Regions from separate parts of the Mus musculus genome. Here all the other regions are linked to region 3. A link is a contact called in public promoter capture Hi-C data. All regions are on one chromosome and are shown on one strand. Each heading gives the region's core, a stretch centred on a gene start, on an enhancer-like site or on the middle of the called end of the contact. The rest is flanking DNA. Distances are from core to core; before and after follow the strand shown. Region 1 holds the start of Naa60 (N(alpha)-acetyltransferase 60, NatF catalytic subunit). Region 2 overlaps Cluap1 (clusterin associated protein 1). Region 3 holds the start of Trap1 (TNF receptor-associated protein 1).

Region 1 (2,700 bases), core at 59-2,558, 190 kb after region 3:
GCACGATGGCCCTTCGGCATCCTCTAGTTTTTAATCACATTGTACTAACTCGCAGTTCACTGGTGTGTGCATCTCTCTCTGTGTGTACTTATATGCTGTTTTTGTCCCAGACCTTCCTCTTCCTGACATTTCGGCTGGTAACAAGGTCACAGGCCTTCTAAAACTCTCCTCCATGTCACATGGTTTTGTGGACTCAAGTCTTTGCATAGATGATTTCGGGAGTAACATGACTTTGCCTGCTGGGTCACACAAGCCAGCAGACAAGCCAAGACTAATTCAGGGATTTTATGTTTCTAGTACTTTGAAAAAGGAAAAGCTCTTTGGCAACTTCCTTAATTAGCACTCCAGACACCACAGGAGCCACAGAGTTAGGCTGTGAGTCTCTTCTTTCAAGACCAAAGGGTGACAAGAATGACCCAAAAGCACATGGCTCTGGGACTTGGCAGAGTTAAGAGATCAATAAAGGAGCCAAAGTTTATGTTTATTGCAGCCTGGCTCCCCAAGCCTTGGGTTTTGACACCAGCAAGGCAGGCATTTGCTGGAGGTTCAGAAGGCCCAGAGTACCCTCTCCACAGCCCCAGCCCAAGACAGCAGCACTGGTCATAGATCCCCTTTTCTCCTTGGCAAATGTTTTCTCCAATTCAGAAGAAATAAGTCAGAGGCGATTATGGAGGGTCCGCTTAGCTTCCATGTGCCGGAATACCAAAAGTACTGCTGGAATGAAAAGACGCGACAGACCTAAAGCAGGGTCCTCGGCTTTCACGCGTGCAAAAAGTCGACAATTACCCCCAGCTCAACAAGTCCCTTAAGGGAGGCAGGCTGGAGCTAGAAGAGTCGACCAGACCCTTCACCTCCAAAACCAGAGGATGCCGCCTTTCCATCTCCCAATTCCTGCAATTACTGGCTGAGGGTCCCCAGAAAGGCCAATTCCCGACGCCCCACCGCGCCCCTCGCCGCCGTCACGGAAACAAACTGGGCGCTAAGAAGCGCCCCGCGCAGGGGTGGGTAAGGGGCTCTCCGGAAAACCCGGCCTCCCACGGGCGGGCAGTGCCCTCGGTGTCGCGACAGCGACCTCCTCACCGCCCCGATTTGCACCCGCCGAGGCCCCCGGCTGCCTCACCTCGGACGGGAGCCGGCGGCAGCGGACGGTGTCTCAAGGCTCAGCGCATCCTGGGGGAGCCGGGAAGCCGGACGTGGGACTGCGCGGTCCCCCGCGACAGATTATGTAACCGGCAGGGGCCGCAGCCGGGACAGGGAAGGCGGCCCCGCGGCACTTCCGCCTCTCCTGTGCTGCCGGCGGCGCAGCCCGGAAGATCATTGGCTGCTACGCCATGTGGCACCGCCCTCCCTGACGCCGCCGCCACCATGTTGGGAGCTGGCAAGCCTCTGGCCGCTGGCGGGACCTGCTCCCGAAGCCTCCCGCACTGGCGGCGGAAGCTCAAGACAGCTGCGAGCCGCCCAGCTGCCCTTGCGTGCATGCGTGGACACCGGCGGCGGCGGGCCGGGGTTTCCGCGCCTTTCCTCAATCAAGCGGGTCAGAGGGCGCCTTTCCTCGATCAAGCGGGTCAGAGGAGCTCCGAGGCCTCCCTAGTCCTGAGACGCACGGCTCCGCCGCTGGCCTGCTCTTCCCCCACTGGAGGTTAGTATTAATAGATGCTGGCGCTGGTGATTGCTAGAAGCCCTGACTCAAAAGGCACCGCCCCGCGCTCGCGCTGACAGCCACAGAAGGGTGGTCGTGAGCTATCATTGCAGTGGACAAGTGACATTGGCCTTCAGGGCTGGGTGGGGGTGGGAGTTCTATATCCAGATGTAATTCAGAGATAATTCAGTTCGTGTAACCAGAGAAAAGCTTGCTGACCAACAGTTTATTCTTTGCTTTTAGATAACTAAAATGGTATGTAGTCAAAGGCTCAACCAACCTTAAAAAAATATTAATATCCAAGAAATACATCAGTGCTACATCCACTCCAGTAGTGACTCGCATTACAGGTTTAGAAACCTGGAAGCAGTCATGAGGTGAAGACTTTCACGGAAACTTCGCCTCCTGGAGCCTTGGCATTCCAATAGCACGTATACTCAAACCCTGTCCCAGCGTTAGTCTGGTGTATGGATTCGTGTGCTCTCTTTCAGTATTGTTTTATTATAAGTGCCTTTAAGGATTGATTTTGACATATAGCTAAGCCTTTGTCAGTGTTCCAATGTCCTGACCCTGAGCTTGGAATTCAGTAAGAATGTTACCTATTCAGTAACATTCAAATTCACTTCTAGTAGAGACAGTGAAAATAATCAGACATTACAATTTACTAGAACAGAGCTAGAAAAGCTCAGGGCCAGTCTGCATAGTAATTACTTAGAACAATAGCTGAGTTTCACCCAAACACAGGAATACACAATGGCCTAGGAAATAGGTGGGTTGGAGTATTACTCATGAAAGGGTTAGTAGAATGGAATTCCCCTGGTGCAGGTTTTTCACTAGGCCCAGAGGAATAGCATAATCAGGTATTTACTAAAGGACCACTGTAGGTGGGTTTAACAATAGACTAGCATTGCATCAGAGCATTCACCTGGCTCCTGTGTTTGGCTGATCTTAATTAAGGATTGTTTCTATTCTCAGTTGTAAACAAGGCCTGGCTCCCATTATCTTTTTATGTATGCATTTTCTTTGTTTTGTGTAAGAACCAATGTACCTTGGCAAATGTA
Region 2 (2,700 bases), core at 151-2,650, 150 kb after region 3:
ATTCTGTGGATTTCACTTCAATGAATCACAGCCTCCCATAGGGTTAACATAGTGTTAACATATGTTCACTGAAATATTAGTTCTGGCTTCTGAGATGCTTGTCCATGGCATCAAGAGACCACATGTCAAAATACGGAATGCTTCACAAATCTGCATGACACCCCCACAGGCCCACACCACTCTGTCATTCCAGTCGTAGTGTATGTGCTGGTAAGCAAGCACCTGAGACAGTTTTTAAAATGACACAAGGAGTTGGGAATGTGGTATTTGAATGAGAACAGAGACACAGCCTCATAGATTTGAATGCTTGTCCCTCAGTTTGTGAGAGTATTTGGGAAGGATTAGGAGGTGTGGCCTAGTTGGAGAAGGTGTGCCATTGGGGGCGGGGCTTTGAGGTTTCAAAAGACTTGTTCTATTTCCAGTGTGCTCTTTCTCCTGCTTCTGGATCAAGACGTGAATTCCCAGCTGTTCATGTCTTTGTTCCAGCATGGACTCTAACCTCTGAAACTGTAATCCCAGCTAAATGCATTCTTTCATAAATTACCTTGGTAATGGTAACTTTTGCTACAGCAATAGAAAGTAAGACAGAGGATGAAACAGATGGGAAGAGAACACTAATCTTTTAAAATTAGAAAAGAGCAACTTTTCTATTTAAAAGATTTGGGGCTTGCTGGGGGTAGTAGCACATGCTTTGAGTACCAGCATTTGGGAGGCAGAGGCAGGCAGATCACTGTGAGTTCTAGGCAAGCCTAATTTACATAGTGATTTCCAGGACAGCTAGAGCTACATAGTGAGATCCTGTTTTGAAACAAACAAACAAACAAACAAACAAACAAACTTACTTTGGGTGCTTTGGGGCTGAACTAGAGTGAGTTCTGCTTTAAGGCTGACTTTGTTAGTGAGTCCAAGGACTCTCGTGGCAGTGATTTCAGCAGAGGAACAAGCGAGGCCCTGGGGTGGGGGTGGTATGTGAGGCCCTTTGGTGACTTGCTCTTGATGCCTGTGGTTTGCCAATGCTCACTCCCAACATTGTAAAAAGAAAAGTCAAAAAATATTGAGACCAAGGAGGGAAAGCATAAACGAGTAAAGAGAAGACACAAAGAAAATCTGAGGAATAGACAAAAGGTTCCACTGACATAGGCAATGTTCTGGCCACTAACACACTGCTCAGTGGAGCTGTTTTTTCCACGGAGCCAAAGTTATAAGGAACATGAATTGCTGACAGGTGAGTAGTTATCAAAATGAAAAGTCTAAAATCTATTCAACCCAGAAGATGAGAGTTTGTTCTGTTTCAATATAACATATGGTAAGATTTTAGACGGCCTAACTTAGTAGAACTCCCTCCATCTGGATTTACTTTGTCTCATGTTACAAGAAACCACAAAACTTTCAAGAGGGCTCTAGAGTTCGGCCACGTTGCAGACATATTAGCAGCAGTGCAGAGAGTGGGAGAGCACAGCAGTCTCCTCTTAGGACAGGAAGCAAGGAAACTGTGGCATGGGGTCTCTGTGCATGCTGCTGCTTTTTGATGGCTGAACAGCTTATGCCACGTCCCTTCCTCCAACCTAATGTCCTCACCCACAGATACTCTAGTCACTCTACCTGACACTCTGCAGGGTCTGCAGTCGCTTCCGATTTCTTTCCAGTTCTAATTTTCTCTTTTCAATTTTGGCTTCTAAGTTTGCTTCATCAGAGGCCACATTATTAAGCAGGTCTTTAGTCTTCTGAACCTGGGCCTACATTGAATAGGAAATAGTGAGATAAGGTGCCACGGAGTGCTGTCCCCTGACTCTGAGCACAGAGTTCCTTAACACTTTGTGCAAAGCAACATCACACAAACCAACAAAGCCCACCCCTCCTCCACTGTAACTTATTAACAAACTATTTCCAGTGACAGGAGTGAAAGGAGGACACGGGGACAGGAGAGCACCACTCTTGTCATGAAAAGTGCATGTTTCTTCCATGGAAGCAAGCAAACATGGCGAGAAGAATGACAGAGACATTCTAGTAAAGACAGAGAGGTCACAGGATCTGTGTCCAGCCTGCTTGCTTAGCACTGGGCACTGGTGGATCACTGCACTGTCAGCCTTCACTTGGGCTGCTCCCTGGTTACAAAATACCAACCGAGGAATTGGAGACACACACACACACACACACACAGAGTTTGGACACACAGTTACATACATGGACACACACAGTCACAGATACACAGACACATACACAGACAGGCAGACACATCGATATAGATACTCACATAGACACAAGACAGACAGACACAGACATACACAGTTGGCTCAGGAGGGGACCAAACCCAAAACCCTCATGAACTAGCCTCAGCTCTGACCCTTTGTCTGCTTTGATGGACAAAGAAGATTCCTTTTTCTTCTATGGTAAAAGCTCAACTAAAAACTAAAATAAATGGAGAAACTCCTTTATTGGTAAAGTCAAGGCAGAAATGGATCCGACAGCAGCAACTAGCCATTCTGATGAGATGCAGCTTTATAACAAGGTCTAGGCACAATGGGGCCGAAGCTCTGGGCTGTTGGCACTACCGGGGGTCAAAGACCACTGGCTACATCCGCAGACACCCCTATATTTCTAAGAGCACATTTACTTGAAGGGCATGGTAAAAAGCAAATGTGCTGGCTTCATATTCAGACTATGTGAAGCTGGCTGTTGGGCGCCTCGTGTTTCAGAGTA
Region 3 (2,700 bases), core at 42-2,541:
CCATGGAAAAAGACACTAGGGAGCAGGGGTGGGGCTGGTTGTGGAGGATGTGGGCCCAGCAGGAGCAGAACTGGCTGGGGGTTAGGGGTAGGAATTGTGAGGTGTTCAGGTGCTCTCTCCACCTTATATTGAAACATGGCCTTTTACTGAACATGGGACATCAGAATCAGATTGGTTGGCTAGCAAAACCCAAGGATTCTCTTGTTTCTGTCTCCCCAGCACTGAGATCACAGGCACACAGTGCTCTGTCAATTTCTTGGGGTTATCAGGGCAACAGGCACTTTAAATACAGAGCCTGTATTAAAGTTTGGCCTCATATCTGCCCATTCTTATCTATTTTCCATCTATAAAGTCAATGTGGGAGCAATCCTTGTCAACCTAGAACAGTAACTAAACATTCCCTATACCAAAACTTCAAGTCTATTCTGGATCCAGGAATTAACTGCTCTTGCTACTAGTGTCTGCTAACAAGCTAGATAATCGCTCTAATGTTTTAGTAAAATCTGATCATAGGAAAATGTATCTGGTGTGTGTCAGAATCAAGCGAGAACCTGTCAGAAAGGTCCTCGCTGGGCCTTACTCTGAGGTTAGGACCGGGACAAGCGACCTGCTCTGGAGGCGGCTGGAGTTTGGATTAAACTTTAGAGGGCCGGGCGTGGTGGTGCAAGCCTTTAATCCCAGCACTTGGGAGGCAGAGGCAGGTGGATTTCTGAGTTCGAGGCCAGCCTGGTCTACAAAGTGAGTTCCAGGACAGCCAGGGCTATACAGAGAAACCCTGTCTCGAAAAACAAAAACAAAAAAACAAAAAAACAAAAAAAAAAAAAAAAAAAAAAACTTTAGAGACAAGGTTTGTGGCCTGGATCCCCAAACAAGCTTCCAGTAGGGAGAAAGTCACAATAAACGGGTAAGTCCAAAGGTGTTGGTTACTGAGCTCACGTTTTGGCGAATAACAGTCAAACCTAAAATTTGTCAAAGTGTAGGTTTTGGCATTGCTGTAAGAGTTTTTCAGTGGATCCACACTCCAGCTGGGTAGTGCCATCTCGAGAATGGGATGCTCCCGCCTAGGGACCGCCAGCACCGCGGGCCGGGGACACTATAACCCTCACACGCACAATGCAAGGGATCAGCGACCTTGTCACTGAGATCCAAGGTCAAAAAGTACAGTCTTCAGGGCCCCCGCGCTGCGGTTTGCTGCGTTCCCGTTCTCGCACAGGCAACGCCTTGGACAGCCCGTCGCGCGCCATGACGTCACTGAGCCGCCCCCGCGGAAGGCCCCCTCATCACTCTGTTAGGCTGTTAGCCACACTTGGGAAAGGAAGCATGGCGTGCGAGCTGCGAGCTGTGTTGCTGTGGGGCCGCGGGCTGCAGACTGTACTGCGGGCCCCCGCGCTGGCTGGAGTTCGGCGAGGTGAGCGCGGCACGAGAGCGCAGAGGCGGCGTCTGAGGCTGTGTGCACACTCTTAGACCGGCGGGAGGCCGCACTGCGCCGGAGCTGCTAAGTGGGGCGGGGAGTAGGACCTTGTGGTCGCTTTTGGGGAGCCGAGTCACGGGCAGCCACAGCCTGCTCTCGTCAGTCCCTGGTAGTCCTGATTGCAGACGCTCCCGCGCTTGGGTTGACAAGTTCGTTGCACGCGGCTGTTCACAAGCTCAGCTCTCGCAGAAGTCAAGCCCTGGGGTAACTACGGTGAGCAAAACCAACGGTTACCCAGGACTTCAGGGAGCCAGTGAACTCCGCGTGTTTGATCCCTGGAATTGAAAGAGAAAGGAAAGGAGAGAGAATAACCTTAATCTATACTTTCCCACCCCGCACTCATGTAACAGTGAAGATGTTAGCGTTACATACACTTAAATTATACGTATTTACAGCTATTTTTACATAAAAGGGCTCAAGTCAAGAATTAACTGCGAAAGAATATTAAAGCTTCTGGCATTCATTACATTTATGTTTCGCATAAACATAGCTTCCCAATGGCTTTCCGAAGTTTTGTCGCTCTCATCCTCCACTAAATGTTCTCTTGGCCACAAATATCGTTACAGTGTTTAACAGATTTGAGTGAGCGATTGCTTAAATCTTTAGGAACATGTTTTCGGTTTCAGAATTTGCCCTTTTATTTCTGTATTAGCTAATCTGCCAAACTTCACCTCAGTTTTTTATTGGGTGTGGGGAGGGTGACAGGGTTTCACCATATATGTTCCGCCTGGCCAGGGTGGTCACAAACTCACAGAGATTCATCTGCCTCTGCTCCCCAGAGTGGTAGGATTAAAGTGTGCCACAGTGCCTGGTGCTCAAAATACTTTTGTCTGTATATGTGTCCTCTAGTAGCAAAACTGATTTACCCATAGTATCTTTTCCAACATTTGAGTATGTCTCAAACCAAAACAACAAAAAAAGAGCCCCCAAAGGCAGTTTGTGCTTGGCTTGCATAGGCCCTGAATTGGTCCCCAGTGCCACGGAGAATACTAAAAAAAAAAAGAGCTCTGTGTAGAAGACATCTCTTGTGATTTCTATCTACAGAGAAGCTGGTTTTACTTAACAGTGGATCCGTATCTTCTCTGATTTCTTGTGTATCTTTGCATCATGTTCTGCAAACACCTTCTCAACCTTGGCTGGTTTGCTCAGTCTGTTCCCAAAGTTGACTCTGGAGTCTAGCTCAAGTTTTTTATTTGCAACATTGGTGCTCCTTTTCACCGACTTTGCCT

The links. Promoter capture Hi-C pulls out the DNA fragments that hold promoters and counts their contacts.
Region 1: a contact with region 3 is called in a promoter capture Hi-C map of pre-B cells, with 4 times the contacts expected there. The contact joins the promoter of Naa60 here to the promoter of Trap1 in region 3. A contact is called at or near these places in 19 of 39 promoter capture datasets (the 3T3-L1 cell line, 3T3-L1-derived adipocytes, the C10 cell line and 12 more), 5 of 484 Hi-C or Micro-C datasets (CD8 T cells, embryonic stem cells, natural killer cells and 2 more), 8 of 115 datasets of contacts at active chromatin or transcription factors (bone marrow-derived macrophages, effector CD8 T cells, embryonic stem cells and 4 more) and 3 of 9 other capture datasets (adipose tissue, liver and pancreatic islet).
Region 2: a promoter capture Hi-C map of cranial neural crest shows a contact between it and region 3. The contact joins the enhancer-like site here to the promoter of Trap1 in region 3. A contact is called at or near these places in 3 of 39 promoter capture datasets (cranial neural crest, embryonic stem cells and pre-B cells), 3 of 484 Hi-C or Micro-C datasets (CD4 T cells, LSK cells and cortical neurons), 3 of 115 datasets of contacts at active chromatin or transcription factors (astrocytes, bone marrow-derived macrophages and pro-B cells) and 3 of 9 other capture datasets (adipose tissue, liver and pancreatic islet).

Annotation. Positions count from the first base shown.
Region 1 is chr16:3,883,227-3,885,926 of GRCm38.p6, reverse strand. Naa60 (N(alpha)-acetyltransferase 60, NatF catalytic subunit) reads right to left here and starts at 1,308. Exons shown (of 7, transcript NM_029090.3): 1 at 1,121-1,308. It also overlaps a transcript of Zfp597 not described here.
Region 2 is chr16:3,922,876-3,925,575 of GRCm38.p6, reverse strand. It overlaps Cluap1 (clusterin associated protein 1), which reads right to left. Exons shown (of 12, transcript NM_029738.2): 7 at 1,603-1,736. Among named protein-coding and RNA genes, the nearest start is that of Gm15537, 5.2 kb to the left of the region's middle. Within about 2 kb of position 1,400, at least 25 of the 459 cell types and tissues checked have an H3K27ac peak or open chromatin away from gene starts, as enhancers often do.
Region 3 is chr16:4,076,401-4,079,100 of GRCm38.p6, reverse strand. Trap1 (TNF receptor-associated protein 1) reads left to right here and starts at 1,291. Exons shown (of 18, transcript NM_026508.2): 1 at 1,291-1,408. The coding sequence starts at 1,321.